Linked DNA regions of Bombyx mori: region 1 is linked to region 2. A link is a contact called in public Hi-C data. All regions are on one chromosome and are shown on one strand. Each heading gives the region's core, a stretch centred on a gene start, on an enhancer-like site or on the middle of the called end of the contact. The rest is flanking DNA. Distances are from core to core; before and after follow the strand shown.

Region 1 (2,852 bases), core at 310-2,809, 37 kb after region 2:
CTACTCTATTTTTTTATTACTCACTAAACTGATTCATGTTTTAAAATCAAGTTTTTTTTTTAATATGTCGCCGAGGAGCGCCGTGGAATCGCGTCCGCATCTATTTTGAACTCCCGATCGGACGTTCGCCCGGTTGATGAACTGGAATAATTCGGCAAACACGGACACATTACGTGCTTGTTAATTCTTTAAGATATTTCGAGTCGAGCCCACCTCGGTCGACGATAAAACTTGTCTCATCAGCTTCATTAAAATATGCGACACTAAATCGTATCATACATTACTAAATCTTAACATTAATTAACATTGATTAGACTAGTTATTGCTAAAGTAAATATAGCACGATCGATTGGAAATTTATAATAGTTATTCAATAGTGCACAATTTGAAAAGTGAATTGTTTTATTGATTGCGAGTGTGACACAATAATATTAATTAATTACGGCAATGTGTATGTACACGGTGTGTAAGTGAGCGCGGTTTTGTGTTTACGCGAAACTTCACGCGGACATGTAAACGTTAATTGCGTTCGTGTGGGTGCGTCTGTTTCTCCGTGTGGGTGTATACTCTCTGTGTGTGTACGTGGAAGCGCGCGATGAAATAAAATATGTCCGGTCAACGAACTCGCGGTCGGTGCCATAAAAATCGCGATACTGGCCGAAATTCGAGCAGAAATCTTACGCGGGCCTTTACGGGGATTTTAAATAAAATAGACATTACCAGTACCGTCTCGGTTCGTTCTATTCTGACTACGAATGTGCCTTCGCATTCTAAAATGTCCGAATATGGCATTCGGGGAAATAGGAAGGATTACATCTGTGCAATGAACTTTTAACGTGTGGCGTGCAACAGTGGAGTCCGTCACGGCGACAGCTGCCCGCTTCTTTGTCTCGCTGATTTAATCCCTGAATTTTGGAATATTTTACAAAACAAAAATAAAACACGAAAATGTCCGTCGACGTGTCTCCCGAATGGAATTTAAATTCGAATATGGAACGAGCTGCGCGACGTCAACGGGCAGTTTCGAAAAGTAGCAGAAAAAAAAAAACTTACATTTAAATGTGACTAAGGAGGTTGTCTCAAGATAATCGAAGTATTTCTATACATTTCCGGATGGCGCTTAGCAATCAGCTGATTTCCATGCAATGACCTTGTCACGTCCCTCCGTGTTCATATTTACAGGCGCGGTTGTTGTCGATCAGCAAAGCGGGAAGTCTGTGTGAAACCTTCTCTTTCTGCACGAAGACGTTTCCGCCGGACTCGAGCCAGTGCAGATCCTCCTCCGGCCGCAGCACATGTTGACATCAGTACACTTCGGTGGGGTCCAGGCCGGTCATGGTTGCTTTAATACTGACCGGTGGGATCCAACACTTTGAGCATTTCTAATAAGAAGGGGTAAAGTCTTGTTCAGTACTGGCCGGTGGGGTCCAGAGTAAGCTCCATGGTTAATAGAGACCGGTCGGGTCCAGGGTGACAATATCCATGACAGCACAGACAACACAAGATCGTAACACGTTCCGCGGCGAGATTTAGGCACAGCCGACCGAGCACTTGTACGCGTTGTGAGGCAATGAGAGGAGCGCCGCCGGCGCAGGCTTATATTAGAAACGGCCTCCGGGAGCGCCATCTCGCGCCGAGCGGACCTAACTAGTGAAATGCGTTTTCCGACGCTGCCACTGACCGGCCCAAATGAACTACATACGGTTAGAAATGCAACAGCGTTGGATCGCTAGCATCGTTTATCGGTATTATATCACCGCTTCCTTGATAATGCAATCATTTAAACCAGATGTTTTCTTCATAATATGTAACCATATTCGTCGTTTGAAATTTAATCATTAAGAACCATTGATATATATATAACGTATAACGTATATCTATAAAATAACACTTAGATTAGGTTGTTTTCTTATAATTTCATTCACAATAAATGCTCTTTTCTATTAAACCTTGAACATAAATATGCTGGAGGCTTTGCTTCCTGAGACAGATTTATGAAACTAGAATTCCTCGTTGGACCAGGGCGCAGAGGTTCACATGATATATAGACTGCTACATTATGTATGGGCCTACAATATGTTGGCTTGACGGTAACCGTTACCACGACTCAATCGCGTTTTCTGACCGTTCTCTGTCTCCTGTTATCTCACTTTGTAATAATTTAAATATAAATTCAAGTTTTAATGAGAATTATATGACAAAAAGCTATCATTTAAATACGATTACATAATTAAACATACGATTTATTAATAATAAAATAATGCATGTATTTAAATAATTAACATATTCATCGCATTTTCTTCGGTTTCTTTCGGTACATTTCATTAAAATTATAAAATCAAAAATATTTTTATAGTAAATTAGCAAAATATGCAAATATTGATAAATGAAATTCTCATTCGTCTGTGAGTATGAAAATTGTAAAGCAAATCCGAAACGTCAGATTAAAAAAAGCGAATCATATGGATACCACATCCAATCAATAGAAGTTTTATTTGTACTATTTATCTGTGTTGCAAACGCCAACATCCATATCGTCTGAATCATTAGATAGATTCGGAAAAGTTTTAAGGCGTTAAGAAAATCTTAAGCTAACACAATCAACTAGTTAGTAAGCAGTGTGTAATTAATAGGATATTAATAGCCAGTGCACAAGAAAACTCATAAACATAACCTTATTCCGCGCCCTTTTTTTTTTGTTCCTACCTATGCTGATAGCCTTGAGAGGCTATTTCAGCTTCGCCCTAACGTTTGTAGGTGAGCTCACGGGGCTCAAACCTGACGACGATGCTAACACGAACGCTAGCAAGAGCCGTGCTTCGCAGAATCTACCACCGGATCGGAAACGCGAC
Region 2 (2,900 bases), core at 11-2,510:
GAATTATGGCAACATCGGACATACAAGCACATTTATTTAAGGATTTTGAAGGAAAACAAAATCGATCATTTGTACTGTAAAGTGTAAGTAAGTGTACTATGTAATCTGTGATTAGTTTTTTTACTCCATTTAATAGTGCCAAGTTTGTAATTCTATTATTATGTATTTAGTTTTTTATATGGTTTGACAGAATAAGTTCAGCACAGCACATCTATTGCTATATGTAGAAGCGACAGGACTTTTAATATAATTTGATAATATCAGTCCTATCGTTCTAACCGAAAAAATAAGAAATATATAAGTATTATTTGAGTGAAGTAATAATTCATTTATTTCATTATTCATTTTATGACATCTACGGGCTCAAGTATCTTATTAGACCGAGACGCTACGTCTACGCCAATAAAAAAAAAAGTAGCCATTAAATTCTTTTAACACAATACGACTCTACAGTATCCACTAGTCTATTTCAATGGCACGTAAACCCATAGAAATCAGCCTAATTCACCTGTTCGTTGTGTGCCCGTATGTACACCTGTGCACTGGTTCTGTAACCACTGTACTTAGTCGAGTTTGATCGAACTCAACTTGATGTTAGGGGGCTTTTACCAGCCTTGTACTCAAAGAAGATAAATGACATATTTCAACTAATGTCATGCGTACATTATATTTTCCGCGTGCTTAGTGCGAGTTTTTTTACTTCATGATCGCGTAAAAGTTAACTCAAATTTGTATGGAGTTCAACAGCGCCCCTACGTTTTTTTTTTATTATTGCTTAGATTAGTGGACGAGCTCACTGCCCACCTGGTGTTAAGTGATTACTGGAGCCCATAGACATCTACAACGTAAATGCGTCACCCACCTTGAGATATAAGTTCTAAAGTCTCAGTATAGTTACGGCTGCCCCACCCTTCAAACTGAAACGCATTACTGCTTCGCGGCAGAAATAAGTAGGGTGATGGCACCTACCCGCGCGGACTCACAAGAGGTTCTACCACCAGCTACTACACCTACTGCAAGCTGTCAACAGTTTGACACAGCTGGTGTCAATTAGGGTCGGTGACCGTTCACCATCAAGTGAGCGATGTGCTCATCCCACAAAAAAAAAGTTCATAAAACTAACAAACAACAAACATTAAATAAGAAAAAAGGATTGACGAGAAACAAAATTTAGTTAGAGTCACAGTCTAAGAACAAACGAATACGAGCGTTCACAAGTACCAGGGCGGCATACACATTAAGAGTTATTGGAAATTTTGAGCGCATTGAATTTTCAAATCTATTAACCCACAATTAAAGTTTGTTTCACGACTACCTTTTCCCGTCTGATATTTAAGCGTCGCTTTATTAGCTTCGAACAAAAATCCTCCTTATGAATATTTACGTAAACTTTACTTTCGGAAAGCACTCTAGGCGTGTCCAACAACACTAAACTAAATCTTAAAATTCGGATTAAGAATCGACTTAAGAGACGTTTAATGTACTAGGGGAACATAGTTGGGCAGGAGATCGGAATGAATAGTTGGTCAGTAGACTCACGTCACACGGGCGTAGTACAAGCACGTGTTTTATCAAAGCATTCTAGTGAGTCACTCGCAGTGATGATAGAGTGCTTAAATATATATATATATTTTTAGCAAAATTAATACCGGCTTAGAATAATATCGGATACGGATATTTCATAAGTTGTGAATCTAGTTTTACCGAAAAATACAGAAATAAACATACAATTGATCTCTCAAATCTCAATTGTATTCTTTTTTTTTTTATGATTGAAGGATTACTGGTGGCCCGGAGGCCTTTCCAGTTTCACCAGGACAGGTGGGCGAGCAAAGGCTCAGCCAGGAGGGGTCGGATTTGCTAACAGCTACCTGAGCGCCTCCGAAGGAGACCTAACAGCTCAAGAGCAGCTGCTTCGCGAATGAATCTACTACCGGATCGGAATCGCGACCCGCTGAGAAGATCCGGCGAGAAACTCAGCGAGCTGATTCATGGGTTAGGTTACACGGCGAACTCTTTGTCGAGTTCGACGAGTACGGTTACCCTAGAATTGTATTCTGAAGTGCAGTCCCGTTCTCTTAATAGGAACGAATTATTGTTTCGCGTCACAAACTTGTACTTAATTAGGCAAATTAAATATTCTTGATTGATTTTAATTTCATATAGGGGGGTTAATCCATTATCGTGGATTCGCTCATGACTTTTCGTTATTTGCCACGTGTTCTGGTTTTTTTCCTTAATTAACTTATTCGATTCTCAATTCCATAGCGCCATCGATATCACCACATTGCAAAATGTAGGTCTCTATTAAAAAAAAACAAATTAACTTTTACTGAACTATTTAAAATCGATAAAGTCATTTAAACAAAATTACGAGAGAAAAACCAATCGGGATCTCCTCAAAATAGGTCCGCAAAGTAATAATTTAAGAAGTTAATTGGCGGCTTAGTTTACCCTTAAAAACTTTAAGACATATTTATATATTTTGCAGCTTGTGCCAGGACCGTATTAAGAACAATTTTTAGGTGCTGGCGTATTTTTGTTGTCTTTATTTAAAAATATGTTAAATAAATAGTATTGGTGTGGATTTTATTTAATGTCTTTTGAATTTGAGGTAACTCTGAAGGCAAAAACTTTTGTTATTTCATTGCAATTATTTCAATCTCGGTTAATAAATATATTAATGCTGTATAGTAAGTGGATCGATATAAATATTTTAAAGGCTCTAAACTAGCACCATTAATTTTGGACCAATCTTTTTGACTCTAAGTGTGTGGACTACTATTTTTAAATCGAATATTCAAAGAAAACAACTCCTAAAAATGATTTCATTTATAATAAACCGGAAAGAATTGCAAAATGAAATGATTAATTTCAAAAGCTGATGTTGTTTTAATACG

What was found. A called contact is a pair of places that touch in the nucleus more often than the background predicts.
Region 1: a Hi-C map of whole pupa shows a contact between it and region 2, with 1.7 times the contacts expected there. The contact joins the promoter of Tal-like here to the enhancer-like site in region 2. A contact is called at or near these places in 2 of 7 Hi-C or Micro-C datasets (posterior silk gland and whole pupa).

Annotation. Positions count from the first base shown.
Region 1 is chr26:4,189,273-4,192,124 of ASM3026992v2, forward strand. It overlaps Tal-like (tarsal-less), which reads right to left and starts at 1,560. Exons shown (of 2, transcript NM_001134491.1): 1 at 1,054-1,560. The coding sequence starts at 1,337. The coding sequence ends at 1,305.
Region 2 is chr26:4,152,096-4,154,995 of ASM3026992v2, forward strand. No RefSeq gene overlaps it. Among protein-coding and RNA genes, the nearest start is that of TRNAG-GCC, 4.5 kb to the left of the region's middle. Within about 2 kb of position 1,261, at least 8 of the 8 cell types and tissues checked have open chromatin away from gene starts, as enhancers often do.